Regions from separate parts of the Gossypium hirsutum genome. Here region 2 is linked to region 1. The links are chromatin contacts, called in public Hi-C maps. All regions are on one chromosome and are shown on one strand. Each heading gives the region's core, a stretch centred on a gene start, on an enhancer-like site or on the middle of the called end of the contact. The rest is flanking DNA. Distances are from core to core; before and after follow the strand shown. Region 1 holds the start of LOC121212486 (NEP1-interacting protein 1). Region 2 holds the start of LOC107893524 (polyadenylate-binding protein RBP45C).

Region 1 (5,198 bases), core at 819-3,318:
GTTTCGGAACATTTTTAAGCTTTGAATGCTGAAATAGATGGATTAAATCCCTTTGGGCCCGTCTCTGATGGGCGTAAATTGAAATCCTATAACTTCAGATATTATCAAAACTTGAAGCAAAGTTGAAAGGAAAATATTATAAATAAAGTATCTCAGAAGCCCCATTATTGTGCAAATGAAGGCGGTGCTGCTCAGATTTGGAAGTTCATATTGAGTGCTCAAATCCACTGATACATTCACTGCCAATGAGCTGGCATTGTTGCTCAACATTTTGCATTGAAATTTCCAATAAATTATATAAAATAAATAATTTTAACATAATTTTCATCAATGTATGAAAAATATGACCATTCAAATATTTTAAATATATTGAACCAATACTCAAAATTAAGACTTCAATCTAAATCTGAATAATATATAATACGACCGCTACTTTACTGCTTTGAAATATCAAAAAGTTTCTACAAAACCCTTGTGCAATGGTCTATAGCTCTATATATACACCAGATTTCAGAACAAAAAAGAAAAACTCAACTTTTTGTGAATCAAAATTTCCTGATTTACACTTCTTCACCACCACCACCACCATTATCATCATCGTCAAGAACATCCTCTCTACACATGGGACAAGTTCCTTGCCTGCTTAGCCATTCATCTATGCACTTTAAGTGAAAGATGTGCCCACATCTGGGAAGATTTCTTGCCATTTCTCCATCCTTTAATCCCTATAGGAAAATATATATATACATGCAAAATCTCATTTGACTGCTACACAAATCGAAATGAAAAGAAAAAGGATTGCAGATATCGAGATTTGGTTTACCTGTATGCAAATTGAACAACAAGATTCCTCCCTTGATTTGATCCTCTCAATAGAATGAAATTCCTGCATTGGAAGCTTTTGGATGCAACTTCTAGATAAACCCTTTCCTCCATTTACATCATATATGTCTGAGATTTCTCTGTATGTCGATTCAAGTGAATTCATCTGCAATTTTTTTCATCAACATAAGAGGAACAGTGTAACCAAAACCCAAATATTACTTTGTTTGGCTACTCAGAGAGTTACTTACTTGCCATTGGTATGCTTTTAGCACTGCTGGGCTTACCCATTCAATGAAAACCTTCCCATTTACTAAGCTAACCAATAAGGCTACCTATAAAACAGCAAATCAAATAAGGAAATTTATACTTTATTATTTTTTATTTTTATATTTAAACAAAGGGTTAATTAAAATAGAAAATTTTCCACTTGAATGTATAACTATTAGTGAGGATGAAATTAATGCGAATTGTGACCTTAGACAATGACTCCCCATCAGCCAATGATTCCAGTAACTGAACGGCTGTGATCGCACCTGCAACAGCCCCAATTCCAGCTCCCCTGAAAAACCCAGTTTCTGTTGTTTGCCCTTTCATTGCTCCTACTACAGTTCCCACTATGGCTCCTCCTACAAGCAAATTTGAGTCCAAAGTTCAAACTGATATAGCAGCTATAAACAGGGAGGATCGATCCTCCAAACTATACCCGAATCAGAGTAACATAATATAGGAGTTTAGAAGAGGTAAATATTGCACAAACTTTCTCATTTGTCAGAGACAAAACCAACACAATATATACAAGAAAATGGGATCTGCAGGAAAAGCCAAAATCGATGAAAAAACAAACCCGAGTAGCTAAAAAAGATAACCAAAAAGCGAGAAGTACAAAACTTGAAGCAAAGAAAGCATATTACCTAAAGCAAAAATGCAGATGAAAGCAGCAAAGAGTGATCTTTTGAAGAGTTTAATTAAGAATCCAATCCTAAGATCTGTCATTAGAACAAAAATCCAGAAAGCAAGAGCTTCCCCACATCTAAATGCTAATCCAGGGAAACAGTCCTTTAACATCGGAAGAAAATATCTAAAACAAGGGACAAAAGGAGTGAAGAGAGAGGGAGTGTGAAAGGTTGAATTGAATGTTAGAAGTGAAAGAAGTCGGTTTTTAACGAGTGAGGGTGGGGAAGGTTCTGGTGTAAATACAGAGCATTTATAGCCGGCGGCCCAAAGCTAAAGTAATTAGTTCTCATAGGCAATGAAATGAGATAAAATTTTCATATGAAAAAGAAAATCAAGTACTAATACATGGGGTTATTTCCGTATTGGCCATTGCATTTTTGTTGTTAGTGTTTTAAACGTGTCTAATAAAATGACTAAACAATTCATTTTCCTTTATTAATCAATCCATTTTAAGTTTTTTATATACCATTCATCACTTAAATTTTATTAAAAAATAATATAAAATCTAAAAATAAAGACTTTATTTTTTTAAAAAAATCAGGCGGCACAATCTATCACTATACTTTAACAGAATTAAAGTTTAGGGACTAAATTTTAAAAAATTAAATTATAAAATTAATATAAACCCAAAAAAAAAAAGTTAAAAACCAAAGTAGAAAAGTTGTGAGGTTTAAGACTAAGAATGGGTAATATATTTACATGTGATTAATATAAAAATAATAGTGATGGTGAAATTAAATACTGTAATATAGCAAAAAAATAAACTAAACACACTAAATGTTGTTATATCTTTTAATTAAAGCTTAATAGAAACTAAGTTTGCTTTCACCCAAATCAATTTATTTTCTAAACAAATAAATACATGGACTAGAAAGGTCATCTTTTAAAATATTATATGTAATTCTTTCACCGACATAATGAATGTCATATAACTTAATATTGTTTATTGAAATAAACGAAGTCCGCTAAACCCATTTTATGAGAGTAAAAGACTCTTCTCTTTGTTACTTTCCCTGACAACATAATGAATGTTATATATTATATTATTTGGAGGAAAAGGTATGTGAGTTTATTCAAATAAAAAAAGCTAGTTAATCCCATTTTATGAAAGAGTAATAGACTCCTAATACTACCAAGAGGGGTAGATACTGGCTTCCGCACCCACCATGTCTCCTATATGGTTTGCTGTACACCATGATTTTTTACATCCCATCATCACTTTGTATATTTCTCTGATGTCTCTTTTTAGTGAGAGGTGGTTGTCGGAATCACTCTTTGGTTGTAGCATCCCACCCCATTCACATTGTCGCTTTCCACTATCACATTATGGTATAACAATTATACTAGTGTAATAGAGCTAGAATGAGCAAATTAACTCGTATTGTATTTTTTTTTGTACATTTTAATTGTAAGAAGTCATCACTTTTTTTTTGCTCTCATTGTAACTCGTCTCAATTGAAATCACCTTGATCCTCATACATAGGCTTAAGCATACTTACATTGAATACTGAATTAATCTTGAATATTACCACTAACTTAGGTTTATACATCCATTGGCTTACCCACTTCAAGACTTTAGAAAGGTCTTTGTTTTTGTCAAGCTAACTGTAAATCATAATGTAAAATACTAGAAAAATGTTTGATTGCATTCGCTCAAACATTGTGGCTAAAATAAAGCACATATTTATGTGTATTTATTTGTTGATTTGAACTCCTCTCAAAAGCTTCCTAAAGGTGCTTGATTGCCTCAACTTTCCCCTTCTTATTAAAGATGAATAGGATAATTATCATTGGTAAAAAAAAGACATGGTTCACCTTCGGCCTATTGACCCAGCCTTATTCTTGTGTCTTAATTAATAATGTCGAGATACCCAACATATAGTGTACCTGAATTTGGCGTAAAAGCTAAGAAAATTTACTTTCTCATCCACAACTCAATGAAACAAAAGCCCTGGAAATGGCTTTACTTTCATTTCTTTTTTAATTTTAACTATAAAAACAAAATATACATGTATAAATTATTTTCCCTAACCTTTTTTTTTCCTTGCACTTCCATTTTGTTCCCTTTCGTGTCTTTTGTAAATATTTACTCAAATGAGAGTAGCATATATATTATACTTAAAAAGTCCTAAATCGAGTACCAACTTAGGTAAAACATGACTAAGTTTTTTTTAAAAATTATATTATTATAATTGTGTTTTATTCTTTTTATATGAAATCAAGAAACACCTATACATTTATCAAACACAAAAGATGCAAGTTATAACTTTTACATTTGAATTTCGAAAATATTTAAAAAGTACTAAATAAGATATTTAAATATTGACATGACATAATTTTTAGTGGCAAATTAGGTACTTTTCAACACTTAACGAACTTATTCTTAAGCAGTTTTAGGTTATTTTATTGCATTTTCAGTTTTAGTAATTTAGATTTAATTTATTGTAAATATAAATATTTTTATGCATAATTTTGAGTTAGCTAACATTTTGGGTCAATATAGGCCTTAAAGTAGTCTTAACGAGTTAATTGAGTATGCCGAACACTTATTTTTAAGCCCAAAAGCATCAGGAATGATAGTCAGTCGCAACACGAGCTTCTGGAGTTGCAACACAACAGAACGAGCTCAAGAAGTGTTGTTCAAAGTTATGTATCGCGACATAGATCTGACGGAGGGCAAAAATTAATCAATGGGGTTTTTGTTCACACAATCCAATATTTAGTGCAATTACGGCTTGTAATTGACCTAATTGGGCAGCTAACTTTGCCTATAAATTGCAAGGTTATGCTAAGGCATGAAGGGAGCCTTGGAGGCCAACTTATGGTTTTAGTTAGTAGATTTAGTTTTAATTAGATTTTATTTTAGTTTTCTAAATGCACAACAACAAAGCAAGTTTTTAGCGGCCTTTTTTTGGCCCTATATGCAAAGATCAAATGGAATACTTGTATAAATACCTTCGACTTACGTCTTTTCAGGGGACTTTAAAAGATTACAAGTATTGCATTATTTTGAGTACCTACTTTTGGGGAAGATGGTGGCGATAAAAATGTCATTGAGGATCCAGTACGAAGAGCAGAATAGATAACTGAGAGAACTGTTGTGAGCATCCCAAGAATAAGAGTACTAAGTGAAATAGCTGAGGCTTTATTATGGAGACCATTGCATACATAGGGCTAGTTTGGCAATGCTTTTGAAAAGTGCTTTTGAAAAGTTTTGTGGAAAATTGTTTTTGAAAAGTTTAATTTAAAATTTGAGTGTTTAGCATTGTTGCCAAAAAGTGCTTTTGAGAAATAAAATGTCCATTTTAAACATGTTATTATTAAGTAACAAATATGCATTTAAATAAAATTTAAATTAATTAATATTATTTTATTTTAGTAAGAATATAAAAAATTATTATAACTTGTTAATATTTTAA
Region 2 (5,198 bases), core at 1,321-3,820, 140 kb before region 1:
TTTTCTATAATAAGCTATAATGGTAATTCAATTCAACAAAAAAGTAGAAATTATAAAAGGTGCAATATGTTTATACATGCATATGAAAATATTATTAAGAGTACTTGAACTTCATAGTAGATATATATGTGAACTTTTAAATGGAATTATTAGTTGAAAATACTTAATGAGCCCATAAAAGTGATATATGATATGCATGAAATATGAAAAATATGTGATGATGAATGGATGTTCAGAAGCTCTAATTATATGACTTTGTTATGAGTTGTGTATCATGACAACATGGTATACATATCTATATGTGAATATGAAAACCTTAATGAAAAAACTTTAATAAGTAGATTGCTCTAGTAAGCTTGGTAAAATAGTGAGAATACAATTGACATGTGATCGTATGCGCACGTACGCAAAAAACAAACAATTTTATAAAACGATTTAAAAGTGTGATTTTAACTGCAAAGGTTGGAACGCTGGAAATGTGCAAGAGTACACAATTGTAATAAGTAGTAAAGTGATAAGTATATTGAATTATCATTTCCATAGGGACTGAACAAGCAAATGTTTATGAAATATATACTTACACAAATTGGTAGCGGAAAAATATTGTGAGAAAGTGAGTTATTACCTAGACTAAAATAAAAAACAAGGTGAAAGCAAATCTTTAACAAGTTTAATTAATATGATAGAGGTGTGTTAGATTAATTTTATTCTTTAACTCAGAATTATTAAAACAATGTTTATGATGTTACGGACAATTTTATGGCAACTTGGTCTTTTGTTAACTGATGCAAACATACTTATTAAAATCAATTAATCTTTCTAGCATATGTCTATGCTAAATTAATTAATTAATTTTCATAAGCAGACATAAGATAAAGTGAAATAACAATATACTTTTATCTTGAAACAAATTTAATCACAACAATCTTTAAGTTATGCAAGGTAATAATATCAGTTAATACTATTACTCATTGATGGATGTCGAAACCACCAAAAATAATTCCTACAATTAAAATAAATCTAAACAATAATAAAGAATAGTAGGGTCGAGTCCATAGGGACTGAATGTTATGATTAACTTTCATGTTTTTCTTGTGAACAGAATTTTCGTCGAGCTGATAATCGTGGCAATTGTCGTGCCCATGACTCCAAACGAACCTGTTGAAAAATAAGTTAAATAAATTAAAGGAGTTTCAAAATGACTAGAAATTAAATAAATGAAATAGCAGAAATAAACAATTAATTAAATTGGAAAATAAATTTAGATTTTTTAGACATAGTTATTTAGATTTTTTAGACTCAGTGGATTCTAGTTTTTGAATCGATCCTCAAAAATTAGTTTTCTCCTTCAAACAATAAGCTAGTTATAGCGACGAAGAACGTCCTAACCACTAATTCTTCCTCTGGCAGGTAATCCAGGTACGCCCTGCAAACCAACCCTTACCGATTGTCTAACCATGATACACGTGTTTTCAGTTCAAGATCTCGACAGCCTTGCGTTCTAAAGAACCCAACTTGGATTAACAGCCTCAACTGTGCGGGACATTTAATCTGATCACAATCTCCCTTAACTTGTTTGCGGAAATCAGAATACAGCACGACCGACTCGTCTTCTCAACTGTACGCCAAAACGACTCCAACCTAACGCACTTTTTGAATTAAAATCGAGTTAACTTTAATGGATGAATTTGTCAATCCCGATATTTCGGAGAGATGGTGAATACGAATTTGAAGGATTTTTAGTGCGGATATAATTTCTTATGATTCTTGATCTGAAAGAATACCAGCCCAAAACTAATTTGAAATTAGTGAAGTATGAATTTAATCATGCTTTGGTTGGTTATGAAAGTAGATTTAAATGAAAATAGTGATAGAAGAAAGGGGGAGGGCTTGGGAAAAAATTGAACCAAAAATTTAAATGGAAACAAAAGTTATCAAGGTGTGTTTTTTCAAGTAGGCCATGCCACCTATTTATACATAAATCATATGCTAAAATTATGTTAATCCCACATATCCACTAATTACATGAAATAAATATTATATTTCTTTTTTAATTTTGGCTTTTATAAAGTCAAAAATCTGATCAACCCCTAAATGTCTATAAATTTATGATTTGACCCCTTTTCAACTTCCCATGCTTTAATTTAATTCTGTTTTGCTTGGCTTTGATTTACAGCATTTGAATTTCGTTCCTGATAATATTTAAACATAAAATTCACCAATTAGAAGGAATTAATTGAAGAACAAGTTGAGTTGAGCACGTAAAATATGTAAAATAATCAAGCTATCACTCATTTAATCTAATTTTACACTTAAGAAGATTAAACATGTAACAATTAGATATTTTGTCAATTAATTATAATTTCTTACATTTATAATGGAAGAATATTATAGGCATGATTTTATCTAATTGAACAAATTACTAAGATGTATAACATCACAAACAAGATTTTAACAATTTAAAAAGATGGAGTAAAAATGTAAGATGGTTGGCTGATAAAAAAAGAGAAAATTAAATAGTTAAATTATTGTTTTATAAGTGATAAAAATAAATACTAAAAGTTGAGTCACAATCCTATAACATTTCAGAATTGTGTGAAAAAAAGAAGGGAATTTGCCCAAAATAAAATTATCCCCTCAAAGCACATCCCTCTATAAAAATTCGATTTCCGAAATTAAAATAAGCCCCTAGGGTTTCCTCTTCTCTCTGGGATCTTCCAAATCTCCACCTTATCTATCAAATATGATGCAACAACCACCACCAGGAGGCGTTGCTACGCCTCCTTCAATGGCAGCCGATCAGTCTCAAACCCATCACTACCAGCAACAACAGCAATCGCAGACTTGGATGATGATGTCTCAACAACAACAGCAGGTAGGTCAGCCGGTTCCTCCACCTTCCGGCTGGAATACGCAGCCTATCCCTCCCCCCTCTCAGATGCAGCAGTACCCCGCCGGTTCAGCGGCCGCCGGCTCCGGCGAGATTCGATCTCTCTGGATTGGTGATCTTCAACCATGGATGGATGAGAATTACCTCATGAATATCTTCGCTCAAACTGGAGAGGTAATTAAATTCGAGAAAAATACAGTTTCCGAGTACATATTAAAAATGAATCGTATTTAATTCAAATGAGCGAATATGTTATAGTCTTACCATTACTTGCAGAAGCTAAATTCCAAAATGTTCATTTTTTTCCTTTCTGTATAAAAATGAATTTCTTCTTTTCTTTTTATTTTAATGCAATAAAAAACAAGTAGTAAAGGTCGTAATTAAACAAAGGTAAATCTTTTGGGTTATTTTAGGTTGTTTCAGCTAAGGTGATTAGGAATAAGCAGACGGCTCTACCGGAGGGATATGGGTTTATAGAGTTTGTCTCGCAAGAGGCAGCTGAGCGGGTTTTGCAGTCATACAATGGGGTGCCAATGCCAAATTCTGAGCAGAACTTTAGATTGAATTGGGCCGCTCTCGGATATGGGGATAAGAGGCAAGAAGAGGGCACTGACTACACCATCTTTGTTGGGGATTTAGCTGGGGATGTTTCGGATTACTTGTTACAGGAGACCTTTAAAGCTGTTTACCCATCTGTTAAGGGTGCCAAAGTGGTTACTGATAGGACAACTGGACGGTCTAAAGGTTATGGCTTTGTGAGGTTTGGTAATGAAACTGAGCAGATTCGAGCCATGACGGAAATGAATGGAATTTATTGTTCGACAAGGGCAATGCGAATTGGACCAGCTGCTAATAAGAAGCCATTCACTGGTCAGCAGTATCAGAAAGGTACACATCTTGTGGTTTATTTGAAGTTCATTATTTATATCGGATGCCATGTGAAGTTTACTTGGTTGTGTATAGTATTTATTTGCTCTGATTTATGCTTGATTACTTTAACTGGTTGGTTATTACGTTTTGTTTTGTTTTTGGGTTTTCATTATCTGAGTCGAACATGTCAGAGTTCCTTAAAGTTTGAACCCTTACCGTTATGCAATAAAAGCTTGGAGAATTTATACAAAGTCGTTTCCTTCCAGTTTGCCTTTGTAAGATTGGGCCCTTATAATTATATTAAAACATGCTAAAACTTATATAAAACTATGTTGTCTTAAGCAGGACACCAAGAGGCTCTCATTTTGGGGGGCCTGGAACTGATATCAGCTGAAATGATTCCACTTTAATGCGTGGCCTCATTTTAGGTCAGTTACTTTGTTTATGTCATAAGCTTCATTTCCTCGTGGCAGTATTTTTGCTACAGTCTCAAATTACTTTTCGTATTCCAGTCAGATTCAGTTTCGTTTTAGTTTCCCAACATGTTTCCTTTAAATGTTTCTTTACTTTTTTTCGTTTGTCCAGAAAATGTGTTTTTATTTAATCATGGATCAGTTCCCCATCCATACTTGCATATGTTTACACTGCCCTTTTGTTTCATTTAATTTTAAGCTTCAAAATACTCGAAACTAGCTCAAGCAGCCATGCTAAAGTTGCTATGCATGTTATCATGTGTCATTCTGTTCCTGAACCTTTGGGCAGGTTTTGATCTAATGCATTTCAAATCTGCGCTTCTTTTTAAAATTATTTTAATTTCATCAACCTTACTCTATTGCTGTGTTGCATGCAAGGACAAATTGAGTCAGGAAAGAAACCCAAAACTTGTCACGGGATATTCAGTTGATAGATTTAACCTCAACGGAAATGGATCACTTGCCCTTCTTTATTGCCTAAGCTAAAATAATGAATAGGCAATAATGAATGATTATCTGCATATGGATTTATCCATATTTATCTTGCATTTTGGAAACATTATTATTTGCCACTTGATGTTGTAGTTCATATCAAGTTAGAAGAATTTATCAAGTTAGAAGAATTTACTTTGTTTTTAACTATAGGCCTCTTCTTGCCATTTTGTGGTTAATAACATGCTCTGTATAGGCTTCTGTTTATGCAGAGAATGTTAAAATATTACTCAACAATTAGTTTAGCAGATAGGTTTAGTCTGCTTGAAAGTAATCTTAGAAGTTGACTTTGTAACTCGTTCAAATTAAGGACCAGCAACTTCCTCTTCCCCCTCCTCCCTTCCTTCCACAAAATTGGTGAAAGAAAAAAGAAATGCTTCATGCCTGATGAGGAAAAGGTAAGTCCCTGTTTCAATTTTCCTTTTCCCTTCTTTCACCCTATTGTAAAGGGAAAATAAAATAAAACTAAGAAG

Evidence for each region. Hi-C and Micro-C count contacts between places; a contact is called where the count stands out from the background.
Region 2: a contact with region 1 is called in a Hi-C map of leaf, with 2.8 times the contacts expected there. The contact joins the promoter of LOC107893524 here to the promoter of LOC121212486 in region 1. A contact is called at or near these places in 2 of 34 Hi-C or Micro-C datasets (both in leaf).

Annotation. Positions count from the first base shown.
Region 1 is chrA13:94,505,174-94,510,371 of Gossypium_hirsutum_v2.1, reverse strand. LOC121212486 (NEP1-interacting protein 1) reads right to left here and starts at 2,068. Exons shown (of 5, transcript XM_041085309.1): 1 at 1,737-2,068; 2 at 1,300-1,451; 3 at 1,074-1,157; 4 at 824-988; 5 at 412-725. The coding sequence starts at 1,890. The coding sequence ends at 561.
Region 2 is chrA13:94,648,864-94,654,061 of Gossypium_hirsutum_v2.1, reverse strand. It overlaps LOC107893524 (polyadenylate-binding protein RBP45C), which reads left to right and starts at 2,570. Exons shown (of 7, transcript XM_016818554.2): 1 at 2,570-3,064; 2 at 3,304-3,778. The coding sequence starts at 2,744.